Regions from separate parts of the Mus musculus genome. Here region 2 is linked to region 1. The links are chromatin contacts, called in public ChIA-PET maps. All regions are on one chromosome and are shown on one strand. Each heading gives the region's core, a stretch centred on a gene start, on an enhancer-like site or on the middle of the called end of the contact. The rest is flanking DNA. Distances are from core to core; before and after follow the strand shown. Region 1 holds the start of Stk38l (serine/threonine kinase 38 like). Region 2 overlaps Itpr2 (inositol 1,4,5-triphosphate receptor 2).

The links. ChIA-PET counts read pairs in DNA pulled down with a chosen protein or histone mark.
Region 2: a contact with region 1 is called in an RNA polymerase II ChIA-PET map of memory CD8 T cells, with 10 read pairs. The contact joins the enhancer-like site here to the promoter of Stk38l in region 1. A contact is called at or near these places in 1 of 39 promoter capture datasets (the C10 cell line), 1 of 484 Hi-C or Micro-C datasets (CD4 T cells) and 3 of 115 datasets of contacts at active chromatin or transcription factors (bone marrow-derived macrophages, effector CD8 T cells and memory CD8 T cells).

Annotation. Positions count from the first base shown.
Region 1 is chr6:146,721,837-146,728,569 of GRCm38.p6, forward strand. Stk38l (serine/threonine kinase 38 like) reads left to right here and starts at 3,094. Exons shown (of 14, transcript NM_172734.3): 1 at 3,094-3,211.
Region 2 is chr6:146,483,200-146,489,516 of GRCm38.p6, forward strand. All of the region lies in intron 1 of Itpr2 (inositol 1,4,5-triphosphate receptor 2), which reads right to left. Among named protein-coding and RNA genes, the nearest start is that of Itpr2, 16 kb to the right of the region's middle. Within about 2 kb of position 3,067, at least 40 of the 459 cell types and tissues checked have an H3K27ac peak or open chromatin away from gene starts, as enhancers often do. A contact at or near this core is called in effector CD8 T cells and memory CD8 T cells, where this site is marked.

The DNA of each region.
Region 1 (6,733 bases), core at 1,844-4,343:
CTGATACAGGAGATTGAACTCAGGGCCTTGTACATGCCAGGCAAATGCTCTACCACTAAGCTACACCACGGACTTTCCACCTTATTTATTTTTAAAGATTTATTTATTTATTATATGTAAGTACACTGTCTTCAGACACTCAGAAAAGGGAGTTAGATCTTGTTACGGGTGGTTGTGAGCCAGCATATAGTTGCTGGGATTTGAACTCATGACCTTCAGAAGAGAAGTCAGTGCTCTTACTGCTGAGCTATCTCACAAGTCCTCCACTTTATTTTTTGAGACAGGATCATCCGATGAACTTTGAGCTCTTGGAATGACTGAGCTGTCTGGGAATAAGCTCCAGAATTCTGCGCCCCCCCCCCCAGTCCTCAACTGCTATAAATATTTTAAGTTTAGATACTTTTAAAACTCTCTCTTTTATTTATTTATTTTATTTATTTTATTTTTCGAGACAGGGTATCTCTGTGTAGCCCTGGCTGTCCTGGAACTCACTCTGTAGACCACGCTAGCCTCGAACTCAGAAATCCGCCTGCCTCTGCCTCTCAAGTGCTGGGATTAAAGGTATGCGCCACCACGCCCTGCTCTCTTTTTATTTTTATTTTTTGGTTTTTCAAGACAGGGTTTCTCTGTATAGCTCTGACTGTCCTAGAACTCACTCTGTAGACCAGGCTGGCCTTGAACTCAGAAATGTGCCTGCCTCTGCCTCCCAAATGCTGGGATTAAAGGTGTACGCCACCACTGCCCAAACAGTTTAGGTACTTTTATTTGTTTATGTTGAATTTGTCTTCATTTAAGGACCAGGCCTAATTTCAAAAAAGGCCTTAAGGCTCCAGCTTCAGGAATAGACCATAAGTCCCCAAAACTAAGTTGGGGGACTAAGTCATAAGACAGCAGCTCTAGGAACAGACCATAAAATCCAGAACAAGATCATAAAACCCCCTCCCAAAGAACAGTCTGGGGATAAACACAAAAATGGGAAATATCTTATCTCAGAATGGGCCATCTGCGCTGGGCAGCCCTATTTCATCACGTGGTTGAACGATTGTGATATAGGGATACAGACCACTGGCCACACATGATTGAACATTCATGACATTGGAATGTAGACCACTGATCACCTGTGGCCCCCTAGCACCCACCAATGAGATTATAGATTACCTAATTCTTCTAGAGAGTTCCCTTGGTTTCCTGTAAGAAGGCCTGCCTGCCTTTGTCTGGGATCGTCATTTCAAAGAATGGTTGACCCTTGCATACTGGATGTTTCTGTGGAATAAACACTCTTTGTTTTTGCATACTATCTGAGTCTGGGCTCTTCCTTCAGTGATTTTTGGACCCTTACATTGTATATATGTGTCTCTGTGTAAGTGTGCACATGTACATGTATGTAGGTGCCTCTGGTAGCTGAAAAGGGGCATCCAATTTCCTGAACTGGAGTTACTAAGGTGTGCACCATCTGCTGTGGGTGCTGGGAACCTAACTCTGGCCTTTTGTGAGAGCAGAAGAGGGCCATCCTCTAGCCCTTGCATATATTGTTTTAATAGTGTAAAAGCTAAGGGTATTTCATAAAATCCCACTGTTTGAAGAATGGATTTGTTTTTTTTTGTTGTTTTGTTTTTTTTTTGTTTTTTTTTTTTTTTGTTTTTCGAGACAGGGTTTCTCTGTATAGCCTTGGCTGTCCTGGAACTCACTCTGTAGACCAGGCTGGCCTCGAACTCAGAAATCCACCTGCCTCTGCCTCCCGAGTGCTGGGATCAAAGGCGTGCGCCACCACACCCGGCTCCAAGAATGGATTTGTTAATAGTGATTGGGAATATTGGTTTGTCTTACTCAAAGACCAGTTTTATCTTAAAAAGCAAAACTCTTGTCACTTTCCCAAAACTCTCCCCTGTGTTCTCCATGGGAAAGTGATTTTCTAAATATCACACACTCTTCTCCCTTTATCCACAGATTCACTTTGGCAGTACCCACAGTCAACCATGTTCCAAAATTATGAAGTGGAAAATTCCAGAAATAAATGATTCACCAGTTTTAAACTGAAAATGCCGTTCTAAGTAGCCAATGAAGTCTCTCACTCCCCTCACTGTGTTGCTCCCAGGACGCTAGCAGTTCCTCTGGAGTGTCAATGTTGTGTATGTGAAACTCCTGGCCCCCTGGGAGGCATGGTCCTTGTTCCAATAATCCTCATTTTATTTCATAATAGCCCCAAAGCACAAGAGCAGCTGGCTGTCTACATCAAAGATAAGATTTAGCCTGCTTTTGTATTGTTAAGACTGGGTCTCACTCTGTAGCTCTAGCTGGGCTCAAACTCACTATGTAGCCCAGGCTGGTCTCAAACTTGCCGCAGCTTCTGCCTCAGCCTCCTTGGTGATGGGATTACATGCATGAAACACTGTACCTGGCGTCAAAGTTTGTTTGTTTGTTTGTTTTTTTAAAGTAAATGTTGTTGAGGTTGCTTAAATCTATGGTTCGGTTGTTAATCTCTTACTGTGCTGGATGTATAAATTAAGAGTAGGTGTGTGTAGGACACACAGTGTATAGTGTTTGGCTAGTCCGCGGGTCCTGAAGTTTGCCTGCCTACCTTTGATGCGAAGGGAAGAGACAATGACGACGACAATTTTCTAGCCTAATGCTGTATGTTATGTTGTCAACTGCTCTGGGATTTTTCAGGTAAGTTTAGCAAATTTTCATGTATGCTGGTAAGTTTCTTGTGGTCTTCCTAAATTCTAAATCCTCCTAAGCCTTTCGGGTTCAGTTATAGAGACGTGGAAGTCACAGAGCTGCTACATTGGTGATCTCTCCTCTATGGAGCCATCTTTGCATTGCCTTGAGGAGAGCTCCATCACACCAGGCCTCTCTCAGGGTCAGGCAGAACCAGTTAGAACTGGAGAGGGCCATGAGACAAGAACGTTACAACGCCCAGTAGTGATTAGACTGAGCTCAGGTTCCTGGACCAACCTACACTTCCGCCCGCGAAGGTGGGGGTCGGTACTGGCGCTGACGCCAGAAGGACACTTCCGCCTGGGTGCGTATGACGTCAGGGGCGACCCCTTTAAAAAAAAAAATCTAGGAGATCAAGTCTCGCGAGATTCTGGCGCGGCCGCTTTGGCACCGCCTCACGGGGCGGGACGAGGCGGGGCCTGGCGCGAGAGACGCGCGCCGCGGGCTGCGGTGACTGAGGAGGAGGCTGAGCGGGCGCGGGCGACACCGGCAGGTGAGAGCGGGCGAGGGCACCGGCGCCGGCGCGGGGCAGGGCCGCGGGGCTAGGGCGGCGCTCGCTGCGGGGAGGTGTGAGGGGCTTGGCGCGGTACAGCCCGCGGCGCCCAGCCCAGGTGTCCCTGGCGGAGCGGAGAACCGCGGCCGTGCGCGGCGTCCCCGGGCTGCAGGCGGGGCCGCGCCCCCACCGCCTGTCAGTCACCGGGGCCTTCGCCGAGCCGGGTGCGGCAGCCTGCGTACCGGGAGCGGAGCCGCCAGCCCCGCGCGCGTCCTGCTCCGGGCCCACCTTCCCGTCCCCTCCGGACGCAGAGGGCACGGCTCGCCGGCACAAAGTTGCCGGTGCACAGCGACGGCAAACTGTGCCCGAGCCGCGGCGTCCCTGTCACCGATGCTACTTTCTCTGTTGCGGGGTCGCTCTTGGGTCCCGAAGTTTGGAGAAACGCGGTGAAGAGATGCGAGGTGGGTCTGGAGCAGCGGCTGGTGTAGAGGTGCGCTGCTGCCGCCCCTCGGGACTCACTCGGTGCAGAGCCGGCGCGCTCTCCGGCTCCTCTGCAACTTGGGACGCGTTTCGGTAGAAGCCACTTATGGATTTGGCTCTGGTATTAGCCACACGACTGCCAAGAAGCCAGGCGAACAAAGTTCAATGGTTTTAAGGTGGTGATTACCCCTTATTTGGCAGTCGTGGCTTAAATCGGTCAGGTCTCCCTACTTTAAGTCAATAAGCCTTGCAATTTGCATATCAAGTTGTCTTGATGTCTCACGCACAAGCCTAAATGGAAAGGTTTTTCTCTTACGCCTCAGGATATATAAAACAATTAAGTTTATTATGCTCTTTCCCTCGTGGCCAAGAGGCACTTTATTTGAGTTAGTTGCTCTTGTGTCTATTTGGGGAGATAATTTAGTTAAATATACGATAAATTATGATATTGCGCGAGGTCATAAAAGTACTTTTATTTGGAAAATCCTGGTCTCAGAAGAAGTACAAGGGATAAAAGTTTGGTATTTGCCTTCGCTCTGCTGAGCGTTTTTTCTCCTAGTTAGAGGCCCGATTAGGCATCCCATTTGTTGGGATGTGTTTAGAATGAGAAGCATAGTTCGGTGTAGTTTCCGTGCTCTTTTGAAAGGCCTTGCTGTTAAGTAATGAACAAATTAGACTCAGAAAAACCACATTAAATAGAATACTGGAAGTCTCAGCACTTGTTTTCTTGAGTTTGCTTACAAATAAGCCAAAGAATAGAAACTAAGGCTGTCTAAATAAAAAGGTGTTCTCTGCAGTTTTTATTATTTAAAACAGTTTTAAATTTTAAATATATTTTGATCATAGTCCCTTCTCCCTCAAGCCCTTCCAGATCCTCTCCTCCTCTCTACCCACCCAACTTTAAGTTCTTTCTCAAAAACCAAACTCTGCAGCTTTTTAAATACTAGATTTTAATTTCAAAAAGTGGGACATTAAGAACAAAGGAAAATGATAAAAAACCAAAATGATAAAGCATTAGTCTCAGTTTGGCCATTTTTCTTTAGAAAAGTTCCACTCTCTCAAAGACCAGTGACATCTTGTTAGTAGAATTGGTAACATGCCTTAGCAAGTGCCTTCTCACAGAGCTAGGAAAAGTTGAAGACACCAAAGCCAGGAGGATTTTTGTATCTTGCTGTAATGTTAAATGAGTTTATTTTCCATAAATGTAGGACCAGTTAAGCAAGCATATTGCTGTTTGAGAATCCTAGCATTACTTTCAAATCAACAGATGGGCAAGCTATGACTGGGTTAGACTAGACATATGCAGAAAGCCTGCCCTTGAATTTTTATATGAAAAGCACCATGGTCTCTTTCAGTGAGATGATGAAAGCAAGCTTAAGGCAGCAGAGTTGTGTTTAAACAAGCAGGTATATTCTCCTATCCTTTCTTCTTTGTTCCCCCAACAGTTTCTGTTCAAGTCCCAAGGAAGTATTTAGTGAGGCATGATCAGTGCTGCCATATACAGGCTACAGGGCACTTCAATCTCCAGGTAAAGGTTCTGCTGATTGCCAGGATATTATTGTTTACAAGCATTGGAAGGAGGGATGAAGGGAGAGAAGGGTTAGTTGCCTGCCTTACACAAATGCTGTGGTCTTTGTCCTGAGGGAGAAACATGTGACTCCACTTCCAGTAACTAGAATATAAAATTCCTACTGAAGCCAAGGAAGGAAGGATCAGTCCTACCAGACAACTCAAGGGTTTCAGGAGGAAAAGGCATCTGTGCAGATGATTTGGATGACCTGGTGGATGGTAAGACTGTAAGAGAACACTTTATACAGGGCCTCTGTTGCCAAACCCTTCGCTTATATATCTTGTTTACCAGAGGGAGCGTTTCTATTACTCCCACCTTGCTGAGGGAGTAAATGAGGTGTCAAAGTCAGGTAGACAGTAAGTAGTAGAGTTGCTTTGGCCTAGACACCATGGGTTTACACACTACCTCCCATTGTCATTCAGGAAGGTCTTGCTCAGGTCTGTAGTTGCAAAGAGTGGATTTCGGAAAATGCATCTAAATTTTGGGAATGCCAACGAAGTGAAAACCTAGGTAAATGAGTTGTGGTTTTTGTTTGTTTTTGAGACAGAGTTTCACTGTGTAGCTGTATAGTTCCAGGGTGTTCTGAAACTTAGTCCAGGCTGGCTGTAACTCACACAAATCATTTGCTTCTGTCTCCACAGTGCTGGGACTAAAGGTATGCACCACCACACTCAGCAAAGGAAATATTATTTTTGGCATGTAAAATTTAGTCACTTTGAAAGTTACTTTTCATGCTAATTAGTTGTAGCCATCAAGTGAGACCCATGTAGATTCAAAATGAGAAATTAGGAATACCCCTTCCCTGCTGCAACATTTCAGTTGTTGTATTATATCTTGTGTGTCTAAAGGCTACTTGGCATTAGATATTGTTTGGATTGAATTATGAAGTTGAAATTGAGTTGATGTCAGTCTCAGACCTTTCAGTTTTTATTTCCATAAATAGCTATTCCGATAATGTCTGAAGCAAGGTTTGGAATAGAGTTTTGTACATGTGTAAAATGAGAGAAGTTCAGCCATGGATACTCAATATTGGAGTGTCATTTAATGTCTCGGAGAATGTGAAGTCACAGGTGTTAATATCAGACACTGTGCTTCATACAGGTCTGCTAGATAAATGGATGTTGAAAAAATTGTCTGTCAGGTTCTAGTTATGAATTTTCAGGCTTAATGTTTGGTACTGGTTAACTGAAAACTGGAATCAGTAAATTCACTTAAACGTAAATGGTGTATATGTGAGCATTGGTGGGTCCCTGCCTATCCTTACCAACCATACTGTGAGATCTAGGCTCTTACCTTCTTCATCTTTGCTCAGATGATGTCTACTTGTTAAAGATCAGGGGCCAGTCTCTCAGAGTGTAAAAAGTGATCTCTCCTTGGCTGAATGTGATAGGTTCTAGGATCCTTCTCTCTAAGTCAACAGTTTATGATTGATAAGCTTTAATGGGGAAAGTAGCTGCTGTCAGTATTTAAAG
Region 2 (6,317 bases), core at 1,817-4,316, 240 kb before region 1:
CATCCCTTGGATCTGAGCCATGGTGACCCTCCTGTCCCTGCTTTAACCCCTTCCTCCCTAGGGAGAGGCTGTCTCCACTCCACACTTGTGCTTTTCTTCTGAGCTGATACCAAGCAGATTCCTCTGGCTACAGCCTTTACCAAGACTTGGAACCGGCTGCTGTATAGCCTGGGGGCAGCTTCCGAGGAGCACAGATTCCTGCCTCTTCCTGCTGCTCTTCCTGCTTCTAAACTGCTAAAGGCAAATCCACTTTCAGTGCCAACTAATACTGCAACCAACTGCCTGAAACTGAAGATCCAGGAATCTAAGGGATATATAACTATCTCCAATCTTCTCAGTTAATGCAAATACATACAAGCACCAGGCTATCACTCTTCTTTTTAAGGAGTCTGTTTTTTGATTGGGGTATCATATCTTAGTCAGGGTTATTATTGCTGTGATGAAATACCCCGACCAAATCTGGGGAGGAAAGGGTTTGTCTGCCTACACTTCCATATCATTGTTCATCACTGAAGGAAGTCAGGACAGGAACTCACGCAGGACAGGAACCTGGAGGCAGGAGCTGATACAGAGGCCAGGGAGGGGCGTCCCTTACTGGCTTGGTCCCCATGACTTGCTCAGCCTGCTTTCTTACAGAACTCAGAATGACCAGCTCAGGGGTGACACCACCCACATGGGCTGGTCCCTCCCATATCAATCAACTGATTAAGAAAACGCCCTACAGGATCACCTACAGCCCCATCTTATGGAGGTGTTTTCTCAATTGAGGTTTACTCCTGTCCAATGACCATAGCTATGTTGATATAAAACTAGACAGCACAGTAAGATTTTCCTAATTCCCTCTAAGATAGTATAATCTTCTACCCTCTGTAGAAATGAGCAGAAAAGCACCAACCTGGAGATCATTTGTGCTCTGTGACTAAATCGTGTAAATGTGCTTATCATTATATTTCACATTTCCTGGAGAATGAGGTGAGGGTCATACACACACATGTGTATCACTCTGACCTGTACCTACAAATATGGAAGCCAGTCAATTCTCTTCCTCCAATGTCTCTCCATTGTGTATTTGAGGCAGGGTCTCTCACTGAACCTGAAATTCATTGATTAGCTTAGACAAGCTGGCCCTCAGGCCCCAGGATCCTCCTGTCTCCATCTGATACACCCACTCAGACCAGTGCTGAACCTGCCCTATCCAGTGCTACCCCTGCCCAATCCAGCTTTCACAGGAGTCCTCAGGCTTGCACAGTAGGCCCTTTACCACAGAGCCAACTCCCCAACCCTCACACTTTCTGTGAATTTTTAATTTTAATTGAAACACAATCACAGCTCTTTCTTCCCTTTCCTCCTCCCAGGCCCTCTCTGGTTCCCCCTCCAACCTGCTCCCACTCTCAGATTGACAGCCTCCTCTTCTCCAATTATTATGATTACCTATGTATATATGTGTATCTGTACACAGATATAGAAATACAACCAGCTGATACTGATTTTATTGTATGCATGGTTTCTGGGTTGACCTTTCTGTACTAGACAACTGACTACGGAGCTCAGTGCTAAGGAAAGGCTGACTCTGTCTCCTTAGTCACCGTTTGCCTAGAGTTCGGTGTGTTTTGAACTAAATTACACAGTAATTGTTTTTAAAGCTAACTTATTTGAGCAACTGTTTTTAAGGCCCATTGTGAAGTTTTCCCACCAAAATTCTAATCATAAAAGGGGCAGCCCCGCACAGTCATCTCACCTTCCTGGTACTCGGCAGGGACAATGTAGATTTCATATATAATCAATCTCTCATCTAAACCAGTTCAGACTCGCAGCCTCTTCCTCATTTAAGTTGTTCTAGCTTTGGGCATAAAGTCCAAGTTAAGTACAAATATTAATGCCATCCATAACTATAAATTAGATGAGAAAGTACACACACAATAGGAGACAGCCAGGCCTCTAACTGTGTATCTACCTGTAACTTGCACAGTGAAAGGCCACAACCGCAGAAGCTGGTGGCATCTCTTGCAGAAGGCACAAGGACTAGTAGAAAAATAAGAAAGCTGCTCTTATCTGAGGAAGGTCTGTGAGAGAGGAACGTTGCCCCAAAGTTTACTCTGGACTCAGGCAGCATCACCAACAGAAGTCCTTGTTCATTATTAGTTTCCGTCCAGATCAGCCCAGTGTAGCAGCCATGAGAGGGCCTGTCTTCGCTCCTAGTGTCTGTCCCTCAGAGTAAGTTAACGACACGGCACATCCTCGGTCACCTGCTTCAAGTATGAGCCACCATTCCCAGCCACTCGGTGTTTTCTCTTTTCAATTTTAATAGGTTTTCATGCAGATATCTGTGTCTGCTTTGTATGTGTACCATAAGCCTGCAGCTCTGTGGAGGCCAGAGGGAGCATCAGATCCTCTAGAAGTGGAGCTAAAAGCAGTTGTGAGCTGCCTGACTTGAGCAGAAACCAAACCCAGGTCCTCTGCAAGAGTAGCAAACACTCTTAAGGACCCTGTAGGGCCGTCTCTCCAGCCCTTAAGTCCTTGATTTGACGTTGTGTTTACTGATGCAGGAACATATTTAGAAAGCAGAAATAATTGGCTATCTACAAATTACAATTTTACTTATTTTTATTTTAAGTATATGAAGGCTTGCCTGCATACATGTTTCTATAGCATGCATGTGCCAGGATGCCAGAAGAAGGCAATGGAACAGGAATTACATCTGGTTATGAGCTGACATGTGGGTGCTGGAAACCCAGGTCCTCTGCAAGAGCAGCCTGAGCTCTTAGCCTCTATTTATCCCTTCAGCCTCCCTCTAGCAACAAAATTAAATAGCTTGGTTTAGGTAACTATTCCCAAACCACACTGCAGCCATGGCACCTGAGCCTCATTCAAGTCTCCTTCATGTCCTCTTTTAAAGCAAGAAATGGAGAAAGGAAGTGAAGTGCAGCCTCGAGCTTCACTGCTTGTTAAAAATAAAATAAAATAAATAAATACTAAACCAAAACAGAAACCAGCACAGCTGTATCTTCAAAGCCCAGGAGTCAGTGAAGACTAAAAAGAAAATCACACTGTGGCTACGTGTCTAAATCTAGATAGCCAGAAACCCAGAGAACCCAACCGTGAGTAAACTGACATGGGGCATTTCCTGTGGAAGCTTCCAGACACTCTCTCAAAGTTCCAAGACTAATTAAAAAGAAGAGGTCATGAATTCGGGAGGGACAGGAGAGAAGGGAGGGTTGGAATTATGTAAATTTAGCACTTAGATATGAAATTCTCAAAACAAAAACAAAAACCATTGGTAATTTAGATATATTTTTTAAAGTTCCAAGTCTGTTAGAGAAAACAAATGCTACTTAGCAAGATTTCTGTCAGCCCTGGGGCTTCTGCTGAGCAGCTAGCCACAGAGCAGCCCCATTGCCACACTCTAGGAATTTAGATTTTAAGACAGGCCGGGAAGAGCTTCTGGATGGTGTCTAAGAGAGAAACGGGTGTCCTTTGGGTACTGTGCTAAGCTAAAGAGAAAGGGAAGACATAGGCAAGGTCCCTACTTCATAGTGCGCGCACGCACACGCACACGGGGTGGGGGTGGGAGGTGGAAATGGAGAGGGAAAGGGGACACACACAGAAGGAAATAAACGTTTACTCAACAATGGGCTCTTCTAGAAAAACTGTTTCACGAAGTCTTTCCATTTCAAATGTGAGGCGACATCACTGACCTACAGCAAACCACTGGGTTCCCTCACCAGCTGAGTCCCTGAAAAACCGTGTCTTCACCAGCTGAAGACAAAGCTGAGACTTCCCACCGGCTGAGGAGTCAGGTCTCAGACCATTCCCCCTCCCATCAGGATGTGGCAGAGCCCTAGCTCCCTGAAGGAGAACGCTCAAAGAGTGGATAACTACAGGCTACACACGTTCCCTAAGGTCCTAGGATGCAGCTTTCTGAGGGCTGGGATCTATTCCGCTGGCTGCGATGTGTTGGGTCTTATCACTGCTTGCTTTCAGTACCCAAGTCCCTCCTTCCCACCAGGAACCCTGACTGAAGAAGGGAGAAAGGCTCTCCTCCCACTCTAAGAGATGGCACCCCATCTGTTAGCCCCAGCAGCTCTTCCCCTGCCTCAGCGCCTGTCTAATCCGCTGCAGTGGAGATCACATACTGTTCCGAGGGCTTTGAGCACTCTTAGTTCTGGGAGGAAGAAGAGGAGGAAGAAGAACACTTCCAGCAGCCCCTGGCATCACAGACAGAGCACCGACCAGGCTTGAGACAACCCACGTGGTACAGAGCCTTGGGCTCCGAGAGTCTGGACGTGCAGACTCTGTTACTCTCATCACAAAATCCTTTAGGTTAGAGATTTGATTTGGATTTTTCTCATTCCTGTGTCCCCCAAACCGTATCTGACTAATAAAATTAGTGTCCAGATATTTTCCTTCTTTATCATGCCTGAGAGTGTGGTAGGTTTCAAGCCCAAGTCTATCACCAATTAATCACCTACGAGTAGCCCCTCTCACTTCAGAGCTCTATTGACATGAGCTAAGAGAAGAAGCCGCTCAAAGAGAAGCTTTCAAACAAGTAGCCCAGGCTGGCCTCAACCTCCTGACATAGCCTGGGCTATTAGAGACCCAGTGAAGGCATGACCCTAAACTTCTGGTCCTCCTGCCTGTGCCATTTGAGTGGGACAGCAGACACACATCCAGGCCTTTATACGTGCTCAGCAAGTGCTCCACACAGACTAGCTGCATCCTCAGCCCCTTTAAAGCATTTTCAATGATTTTTTTTAACAGTTCTTCCACACTGAGTCCATGTGTATATGTCACTTTTCCAGAAAAGAGAGAAATTATCCTGAGGCATTTCTAAAAGAAAGCTGAAGGCCCAGTGGTGTTTGCTGTTTGGGTAGCTGCTGCTAAGAGACAGGAATAAGATCCACCCTGTAGCCATCTCAAATCCGCATGATTTTGTCTAAAATTCACTAGTGTCTCCAAGACAAGGATTATAATTTGATCAGTTAGTAGCTAAAACTTGACACCTTTTCCTAAACAAATAGATTTGTTTGTAAACTGTCTAATTATCTTACATAAGTTGTTTTGCTCATCCCTAACAATCAATCTGGTCAGAACTCCTGATTCTTGGCCAATCTGAAAAGTCAGAGACACTGGGATGGGGTGGAGGATGTGGGGGGAGTGACGGAGAGGTCTGCACAATTTTATCCTAAAGGCTGCAAGCTAGTGCATTGTTTTTTCTCAGTAGATAAAACAAAACAGGGCCAGCCAGGAGGCTCAGTGAGTAAGACACTTGTCGTGAAAGCCTTGTATCCAGAGGTCAAGCTCAAATCCCACAAGAAAGTAGAAGGAGAAAAATGACTCCACAGGGTTGTTCTACACATGCACCATCTCTCTCTCTCTCACACACACACACACAGAGAGAGAGAGAGAGAGAGAGAGAGAGAGAGAGAGAGAGAGAGAGCGAGGAAATAATTACAAATAAAATGAGAGAATGATAAATTTTAAATGTTTTATTTTGTTACTACATCCTAGTAGGGGGAAATATTAGCAAGTAAAAGACATTGGCTTTAAAACATAAGAAAACTTGAAAACTCTAGTCATAGGAAATACAGGATGGGGGTGTGAGCATTTGTGGTGCAGTGTGCACACAGCTATCGAAGTTATTATTCATACTCATGCATCCAGTGTTTGCAGTACATCAGGGCACAGCAGGCATCGAACCAGAACTGAAAGATAAACGCAAGCACTGGTGATTTAGAAATGTACACCAATGGCACAAGGAAGAAAAGGAAAGATCAAAACCAAACAAATAACTGATAAGGCAGCATGACTTTGAACAGCCTGCTAAGCAAACAGCAGCTCATGGTATGGCAGTATGTCTAGCACCCCTGTAGGGTGAGCTCAGCTCAGCTGCTACAAAGGGATTCATGATGCCTCCTTCATGGTGGTCCTACAAATACCAATGAATAGCTTGCTCTTACTTCATGATCAGGAGCCTGGTGCTCTAGGCCTGTTCCATACAACCTGTTTTATGTGCGTTGATGACCAATGACTAGACAAGATCCCCTGGCCTCCCATTTTGCAGTTAAGGAAGTCTAGGCATCAGGGTTAAATAACTTCTGGGGATCTCACTGTGAGAGTAAGTGGAGACACAATTTGAAACCAGATTTGTCTAAAGCAAAAGTCTCAACCATATGCTACAGCCTCGGGCATTGATTCAACATATTTCTTGGATATGTTCTATCTGATGGGTGCCATGTAAGACCTTGGCAACATAACTGTGAACAAACCACACTTAACCTCTGCCCTTTTGTTTAAGTCTAAAAGGAGAAATAAGGACA